Linked DNA regions of Triticum aestivum: region 1 is linked to region 2. The links are chromatin contacts, called in public Hi-C maps. All regions are on one chromosome and are shown on one strand. The core of a region is the stretch at or near the end of the contact, and the rest is flanking DNA. Distances in the headings are between cores, read along the strand shown. Region 1 holds the start of LOC123091761 (glucan endo-1,3-beta-glucosidase-like). Region 2 has its middle 67 kb from the start of LOC123091761.

Region 1 (4,526 bases), core at 1,317-3,816, 67 kb before region 2:
TACAGATAGCCCCCTCTCCTTCACATGGTCTACTTTCGCTAAGCATCCGAAAAAAACAGCCAGCTAATGGCTGCTTCCGCTTCCTTCCTTTGATACGAGGGCCTAATCCACATGCACACCACAACATTAATGCAGCTGAACCAGAACAGATGCATGCGTAGGAGTATTGGATGCTATGGAAAGGAGATGACGCCAAATGAAGCAAGGCTCCATCTGTTATCTGAACCTAGCAGGCATACAGATGTATGCGCTATCCTGTCATTTACTAGTAGTACTAGACAATAGGCAGGCATCTCAGTAAACAACAGATAGCAAGTCTACTGTTTCAAAAAAAAAAAAAAGATAGCGAGTCCAAAGGTACGGCTTCTAGTTAAAACTTGAGACACAAGACCACCAGAATCTTAAACCCCATCTCCTTTGCTTTAAGGTAGCCTCCGTTAGAAAAGTTTCAAGGTTACATCTTTTCCTTTGAAGAAATGAAATTAACACATTAACGTGTTGATTCGAAATTTATAACATAGCCTTATTAAAAAAGAAAAAAGAACCCAGGAGTGTTGACAACCGGTTGATTTTTTTCCTCTTCTTTTTAAAACAGTACCAGTTGATTCAAGTCATTAAACCATTTATTCTGATATCCATTCCAATTCCAATGAGCATGTACTCACTCTGTAAACTAATATAAGATCTTGAGAGGGAATACTACGTACTGGTATTTTGTTAACTCGGAATTGTCCGGTGCAAGCTTACTGGTACATTTGCAGCAGCAGCAGCGAATAGCTAGCAAACATGTGCATATGGATCTAACTCAGAGTTTTGGCAGTGGTCCCACCCCACCCACGCGCGTCCAGAAATACTGCCAGACGTGTCCAAGAGTGCTATCAACACACGCCTGCTGTCATACTGGATCCGTCAAGAAAGGCAGCCGTTTGGGCAAGCAGATCATGCAGGGGATAGGAGCAAAAGTCGGAAACGCAAGCAAGCAGCTATAGCCGTTTCCAGAAGAAGCTGGTCCATACACATACATCACCTTTGACAAATGCAGTTGCAGTGTGAATGGAGGACCACCTTAGCATTCAAGTCGGATCATATGCCGCCCATGGTTGACACGGCATGTTCATTGTTACTACTGGGTTGGGTTCATCCCTTAGTATTTTTTTTTCTCCCAAGTAAAATACTGAATCTGATACAATTGAAGCCACGTTTCCCAAAGAAATAAAACATAAAATCACGATCGTAAGACAGGGCCAGACAAATTATACGATGCAATCAACCAATCATTATCATTATACTAGTAAGGAAAGGATTTTATGCCCCAGCAATTTGATAAGTTTAAGGACACAAGACAGGCAGGTAAAGGTTCATATTAAGGATCATCAGGGGAGAAAAGCGCAGTACGTACCGCGCCGTCCCGGAGAAGTCCGAGGTCGTAGACGGGCGTGAAGTCCGGGTTGAAGAGGCCAAAGTGCCTTTCGGCGATTGGCCCTGGTTTCTGGTTCTCGTCGAAGAGGGAGAAGAGGTAGGTCTCGAATGTCCTGTTGGGCATCAGCGGCGTGCCCTTGCCGCTGCTGCACACCCGAATCATGCCCTCGTTGAAGTCCCTCGCCTCCTGCACCCCGACGCCAATCTGCCCGGGCTCCGCCTGGGTGGGCCACCCGGCCTCCCCGACGGCGATGTCGACGTCTCCGTACCCGAGCTTCTTCATGGCGGTGTAGATTGCGTCCATCTGGGCGTCCAGCATGCTGGTGTAGTTGAGCTTCGTTGCCGGGTCGTAGATGCCGCTGTTGGGGCGGAAGAGCGCGTAGTTGAGCGTCTCCGGCCGGTAGCTGAAGTAGGGGTAAGGGTTCACCATGAAGGGCGACCCGGTGTCGCGGTGGAACTGCAGCATGGCCGGGAATAGCTTGGTGTTGTAGCCCGCCCGGAAGCTGGCGTTGGAGGGGATGCCGTCGGAGGGGGCGAGGATGCCGAGGTAATGCGGGGTGGTGACGCGGACGCCGGTGAGGCCCTCGGCCTTGAGGGCCTGCGCGAGGCGGCGCATGGCGGGGAGGAGGGAGAGGATGAGGTTGGTGTCGGTGGAGAGGAGGATCTCGTTGCCGGCGAGGAGGAGGGTGACGTTGGTGGCGGGGACGTAGGGGGAGAGGTTGGCGCGGATCCAGGACCGCGCGGCGTCGAGGCCGGTGGCCTTGTCGGCGAGGGCGGGGAGGGCGGAGTTGGGGAGGGAGACGGCGAGGGAGATGGGCGTGCCGGCGAAGGCGGAGATAAAGGCCGGGTTGGCGTCGAAGAGCTTGACGCGGTCGATGGTGGTCTTGGTGGCGAGGAAGGTGGCGACGGAGGTCGGGGAGGGGAGGTTGTCGGCGTTGGCGCCGTAGTTGACGCCGATGTGCAGCGAGGGGGTCGCCGACTCTGCCCCCGCCGCGCCGGCGGCGAGCAGCATGAGGAGGGGGAGGAGGAGCGGCATCGCGGGGGTGGAGTGTGGAGTCGATTGCGGGTTTGAATCTGAGTTGGCAACGGGGGCTTCCGTTCCGTTCAAATACTACTACTGGTTCCAGAGCGGAGTACTGGAGAGGAGAGGAACGGACAAAGGTCGCGTGGTGGGTGCCATTACCTGGCCATTACAGTATTCTTATTCCCTTGTGCTTTAAATGCATTTTTATTTCTGGCTTTGTTGCGGCTGCCATGTGTCACTGTCTTTTTCATACGTACATTTAGGTCATTCATTTTCATATATATTTTCCCACGAGTTCACTATCTTTCATTTATTTTAGAAATCTTTCATGGTATTATTTTTTTGGGGCTGGTACACTACCTTTTTCCTTTGCTTTTGCACCATTTCTCAAAAGTGTTGAAATTAGTACTAGGAAACAGCAAGAAAGAGGGTAGTATACTAGTACTCTAGTAACCAAAGCATGCGTTTGGAATGAATAATCCAAGCCTTTTCTAAAGAATGGAAGAAAGTGAATATGAAAGGAGAAGATGCAAAACGCAAGTGGCCGCGTATTTCCGTGGGGATTTGCCTCTGCTCGAAGCTTTTGAATATTATTCGGCTGGTGCACGTATCGGTGTGCCGGAGAATGAGGGGGTGTTTGGTTCAGGGACTTTTTAGTCACAGAGACTAGAAAAAGTTCCTAAAAAGTCTCTAGAAGCCAAACGGGAGGGACTTTTTCTACAGGGACTAGAAAAAGTCCTAGGACTTTTAAACCAAACACCCCCTGAGGCTGGTCATAGTGGGGAGTAACTTAGAGTAGTAACATGCATACGTTACTACTCTATGTTACTATCCTTATAGTGGGAAGTGTTATATGTGTAGTAACATACACATGCTTATTTATTGTCTTGTAGACTCATTTTGTATTGAAAAGCGCTATGTGATGATAACATATTAGGTTACTTTATTTGTCTCTCTCTTCATTAACTACTTGTCACCTTAATATTTTTGCTTATGTGACATCTATGTTACTACCTATGTTACTTCCCACCATGATCAGCCTGAAGGAAGATAAAAAGGGAACCACGCCGAGTGGTTTCAGGAGACAAAGATGACAGCTCCTTCCTCTCGAAGAAAGCGAGGTGGACATGGGAAAATGGCACGCGCCGACTGGAAAATATCGATTATTTATTGCTTGGATAATCACCGATTTGGACGGTGGATGGGGCAGTTACCGTTGGCTGCCGCGTCGCCAACGGTGGGGAGGACGAGTAGTACGTGCGTGTTTGACCGGGTTGGATTGTGACGCTTCTCAATCTCACCAGCGTGGTCGGCCCGGCGCCAGCCGCAGATTCAGCGCACGTACACGGAGACGGAGATGGAGATCGTGTGGTCGGCAGGGAGAGACGCTCACGCACGAACCGCGTCGTCCCGTCCCTACCCTATCCACGCGTGCGCGTTGCTTGTGTCAGTGGCGCACGCCTTCTGGGAGCTACAACAGCTCAACGGAATCGGCCACCAACATTCCCCTCCCAGCTTTGCTTGCCACGGACTACTGGGGTTTCCGGCCAGCCCGTCCTTCCTTGCTTGCACACCCCCAACTACTTGCTTGATGCTAACAACTGAGATTCCAAAGCCTGCTCATGGCATTACCGCACACTATCCTGCACGAAAGGGAGCTAAGGACATCACTGACCCTCAACCCACCGCATCCGTCTGGACCAACCTCTCCGAACGTGTTTCATCATCCCACACAGTCCCGCATTTGTTCGAGAAACAGTTCAGATGTCACATTTCTCGCAAACCAGAAGCAAACAAGGGGCGTTCGACACCCCAGACCAACCCAATAACCTCTCTCGCACTTTCTTCCTTTCCCGTCCGAACCGGCTAGTGCCGCTCTAGCGCCAGTGTCATATTCATGACGGCCCAGAGCAGACGTGACCTTTCACTATAGCCAGCATTGAAGCGGCGCGTCGGTCGAGAGCGTCGTCCGCGTCGCATCCTGGTGCACGTGTCTTCTCTCCACATTCAAACATCATCCGTCCATCCACCTCCCTCCATTGAACATGTGCAGTTGCAAGGACCCTACTCCGGCGCTCGCATG
Region 2 (4,134 bases), core at 797-3,296:
AGTTTGTATGTATATAGAAGACCGAGATTCGTTCGGTGGAAGAAGAAAAAGGATAAGGTTGTGTCGGAGCTAAATCCGACAGATCTTGGGTAAGGGGTCCCGAGGTTGTGGTCTCTACTAGATGGTAACAGGAAGAATAGGGACACGGTGTTTACCCAGGTTCAGGCCCTCTCGAGGAGGTAAAACTCTACATTTTGCTTTGATTGCATTGATGTGGATGGAGCACAAAGTACAATTGATCTACCTCGAGATCGTATGAATGAGTCTGAAAAGTCTTGCCTATATGGACTAAACCCCTTGGCTTATATAGGGGCCGGGGGGTACCTAATGTTACACACGGTCGGTTGCATCTAGAGATAAATATGCTGAATATTTGAATATGTCTTCAAGTGTGCGCCAAGTCTTTGAAAAATTCCATCTTGTGTACGCCGAAGGTCATGGAAAATATCAAACATGACCCATTCTTCGGTTATAGGTGGGTCCTCGACCCGGCCCATGATGAGTGGTAGGCCGACAAGATGAGTACCCCCTAATCGAGGACACCGCCAGGTTGTGTGCGATGTGGGCCAGGGGCATGAGTGCTCGAGCGAGGCGACCACCGGAAGTTCTTCTGGTCAACCAAAATGAATCGTTTACCTTTTGGTTATCAATGAGCAATACTTCTTTCTGGGGAGCACCTATTCGTCACGTAACTGAAAAAATGTTTCAATAATCACTTTCTTTTCTGACCATCAAATTGACATTCAACGGCTGACTCATCCTCCTCAAACCCACTCAGCCATGTTCATCTTCTTCCTCACGCAGTTGACAGCCGACCTAGCCCTAACCACCTGCCCTAGGATGTTGCTGCAACCTCTTTCATTTGCACCAGGATGATGTTTTATGTTTTTGTTATATTATAGTACCTTTGACAGCGGGTAGCCTTCTCTTTCCACCTCCACAAGAAAGATTCCATGCTTTCCTCCTCCTCCCGTCGATGCCACCGCCGGTCCGCCTCAACTTCGATGGCCTTTGGGCCATGGAAGTGCGGAGAACCTCCTCCCCCCTCCCACAGGGGGAGGGACCCCGTTCTCGTTCTTGTTAAATTTAGCGTCATGGTTGGGGTTGTGTGGTGGCGGCGATGTCCCTCAGTTGGAATAACGTATCCCACATTCTATCCCCATCCTAGTGCATCTAGCTTCGACAAAGGGTATGTGTGGAGGTGTGTCTCCGTCGGATCTCATGAGATTCAGTCGGTGCTGGTCTTTAGTGGATCTATTTGGATCCGGTCTTCTTTCGTCTTTGTTTGAGTGTTTACTTCTGATCTACGACTTTCTTCATCGACGATGGTTGCTCCTCTAGTGCGGGTCCTATGAGTCCTTAGCACGACAACTTCCCGACTGTCTATTACAAGGTTTGCCCGCTCCGACGAGGGAGAGACGATAACGACGACACACCTTTGGCTCACACTAGTGTTTGTAGTCATCACTAGGTGATCGACGGATCTGGTTGTAATTTTTATTACCTCTGTTGTTTGGTGTTCCTATAGACCCAAAGCAGTCGGACCCTTCCCTGGACCCTGCACAAGCGGGAGCTACGTGCACAAGGATGTACTTATTTTTTTGGTGTTTAGTGTTCCTTATACTGCCAGGATTGAAGATGAATATATTGCAAGTTTCTCCGGAAAAAAAATAGCACCTTTGACGGTGGAACCCGTTCCTTGTTTTGGATTGCATGGAAAAGAAAGAGAGAAAACATATTTTGAGGTCCGTCCGCGCGTAACAGTGTTTCTCGCTGCTTCTAGCGACTGTGTGGCGACTCAGTGCGCGTTCTCGTCGGCAACCCTTCACGTTCAATCCCCATCTGTTTTCCAAAAAAACATACACAAAATCGCCCTGATTCTCCTTCCCACCGCCCCATACAGAGATTCCTATCCTCCTCCAGCAAGTGTGAGAGCCCTATCCAGATCTGATTCGGAACAACCTGGTGAGGAATAGAGAGGATTTTGGGAGGAGGTTGTGGGGTGTGGCGGCGGCATATTTGGAGGCGTGAAGGGGGCTACGGTGGAGAGGCGAACCCAGCAGCCATCACCTGCATTGGGGGGACCTGATGGCAGCATACATGGAAGGAGTGGAGATTAAGTTCAAGAACCTGCAGCTCTGTGAAGCGGAAAAGAAAGGGATCAGGATTGGTAGGAAGCAAGCATGCTCCTCTCAGGTGAGTAAGATTCAGGCAGTAGGCAAGCTATTTGCAGAGAGGCCTGCTAGGGCTGAACATGTGGGAAGAACTCTAGGGGGAGTCTGGAGCCCATTGTTTGGGGTGGATTGCAAAGACTTGGGTAGGAATAGATTTCTATTTATTTTCCAACAAAAGGCTGATAAGGAAAAGGCACTAGATGTTGGACCATGGAGATTTAACAATGACCTATTGGTGATGGAAGATTTTGTGCCAAGTAGAACCATAGATGAATATGAATTCAAGACAATACCTATTTGGGTTAGAGCTTACGGCATCCCAATTGGAATGATGAACAGAGAGACAGGAGACTTAGTAGGAGAACAAATTGGAGAAGTTATTGATGTAGACCCAGATGTTAATGGTGATTCAATGGGGGCATTTATGCGGATCAAAGTTAAATTAGATATCACTATCCCAATTATGAGATTTATAACAACGTTCACTGAAGATGAGGTAGAACAAGAACAGAAAGATGAAATGATTCTTTTGGGAGATGATGAAATGAAAGAAATAAGAAATGAGAAGAAAGAAGGGGAGGAAAAGATTGTCTCATTCACATACGAGTATCTTCCCGACTTCTGTTATAGTTGTGGAATTATTGGACATACTGAAAAATCGTGCCCAACTAGATCTAGAAGAACGGGGTCTAGGCAATTTGGATCATGGCTGCGTGCAAATATGTACAAGGGGATCTCAAGCGAAGAAAGAAGTAGGGCTCCAAATAATAAAGGAAAATTCTAGCCACGCAATAGTACAGGTAACAAGGGGAGCAAACAGGGAAGCGATGGGCCGTTCTGGCGAAGAGATGTACCAAGCGAAGATGATGAGGGAGGACCAAGGAGTGATGGGAATGAAGTTACAAGTCCTCTCAAATTAAAACAGTGTGAGAACCAGGTAGTAGGGGAGGAGAAAAGACTGGATCGCGGCGGAATAGTGATACAAGACCCCACTGAAAAGGTACAAAGAATGGAAAGAGAACCAAGTAAGGCTGAAGAGATGAATGACACTATCACAAAAGTAATACATGATATCCAAGGGTCAACAAAGGTTATTTTGGAGCAGAACAAGGAAGAGTCCCAGAACAAAGAAGGAAATATATTTATGGAGTCAGGAAAAGGCATAAAGAGAGGTACTTTCAAGCGAATTGAGAGGAAGGAAAGAAACCAGCAGGACCAATTAAGTACGACAGAATAGAAGAGAGAAAGGTAATTATGATGGAAATTGATGAAGATATAGAACTAGCAAAGAAAGCAAAGATGGAAGTCGAGGAGGGTGAAGAAAAAGAGGAGAACAACTCTGAAACTGCAAACGCCGGGCTGCAGGGACAGCCTGGCGAGCCAAAATGAGAATTGTAGTATGGAACTGCCGGGGATTGCGGAATGGCCCGGCGGTGAGAGGACTTCTGGATCTTCAGAAGCAGGTGGACCCCGACATCCTCTTCTTATCTGAGACCAAATTGGATAAGAGGAGGATGGAAAAGTTTAAGTGGATGTTACAGATGGGAAACATGATAGTGAGAGATTGCGAGGGGAAGAGTGGGGGATTGGCATTGTTTTGGAAAAAAGAAGTAAATTTGGAGCTGCTCAACTATTCTAAGAATCATATTGATGCAAAAATAGTGGAAAAGGATGGGTTTAAATGGCGATTTACAGGTATTTATGGAGAGCCAGCGAATGATAAAAGGAATATAACTTGGAAATTACTTCGCGTAATAAGTCAGCAGCTGAACCTTCCATGGTTGTGTGCGGGCGACTTTAATGAGATCATGTATAACCATGAGAAGAGAGGGGGGCCAGCCAGAGCTCAAAGCCAAATGGAAAATTTTAGAGCAGCCCTAGCAAGTTGTGGGTTGAGAGATTTGGGCTATGTGGGGGATAAATATACGTGGCGTAACCATAGTTGGGATGCTAGCCGGTT

The links. Hi-C and Micro-C count contacts between places; a contact is called where the count stands out from the background.
Region 1: a contact with region 2 is called in a Hi-C map of an unstated tissue, with 9 times the contacts expected there. The contact joins the promoter of LOC123091761 here to the enhancer-like site in region 2. A contact is called at or near these places in 3 of 5 Hi-C or Micro-C datasets (leaf and an unstated tissue).

What each region holds. Positions count from the first base shown.
Region 1 is chr4B:190,720,570-190,725,095 of IWGSC CS RefSeq v2.1, reverse strand. LOC123091761 (glucan endo-1,3-beta-glucosidase-like) reads right to left here and starts at 2,566. Exons shown (of 3, transcript XM_044513381.1): 1 at 1,400-2,566. The coding sequence starts at 2,455. It also overlaps the pseudogene LOC123090055.
Region 2 is chr4B:190,653,008-190,657,141 of IWGSC CS RefSeq v2.1, reverse strand. No RefSeq gene overlaps it. Among protein-coding and RNA genes, the nearest start is that of LOC123091761, 67 kb to the left of the region's middle. Within about 2 kb of position 2,046, at least 1 of the 8 cell types and tissues checked has an H3K27ac peak or open chromatin away from gene starts, as enhancers often do.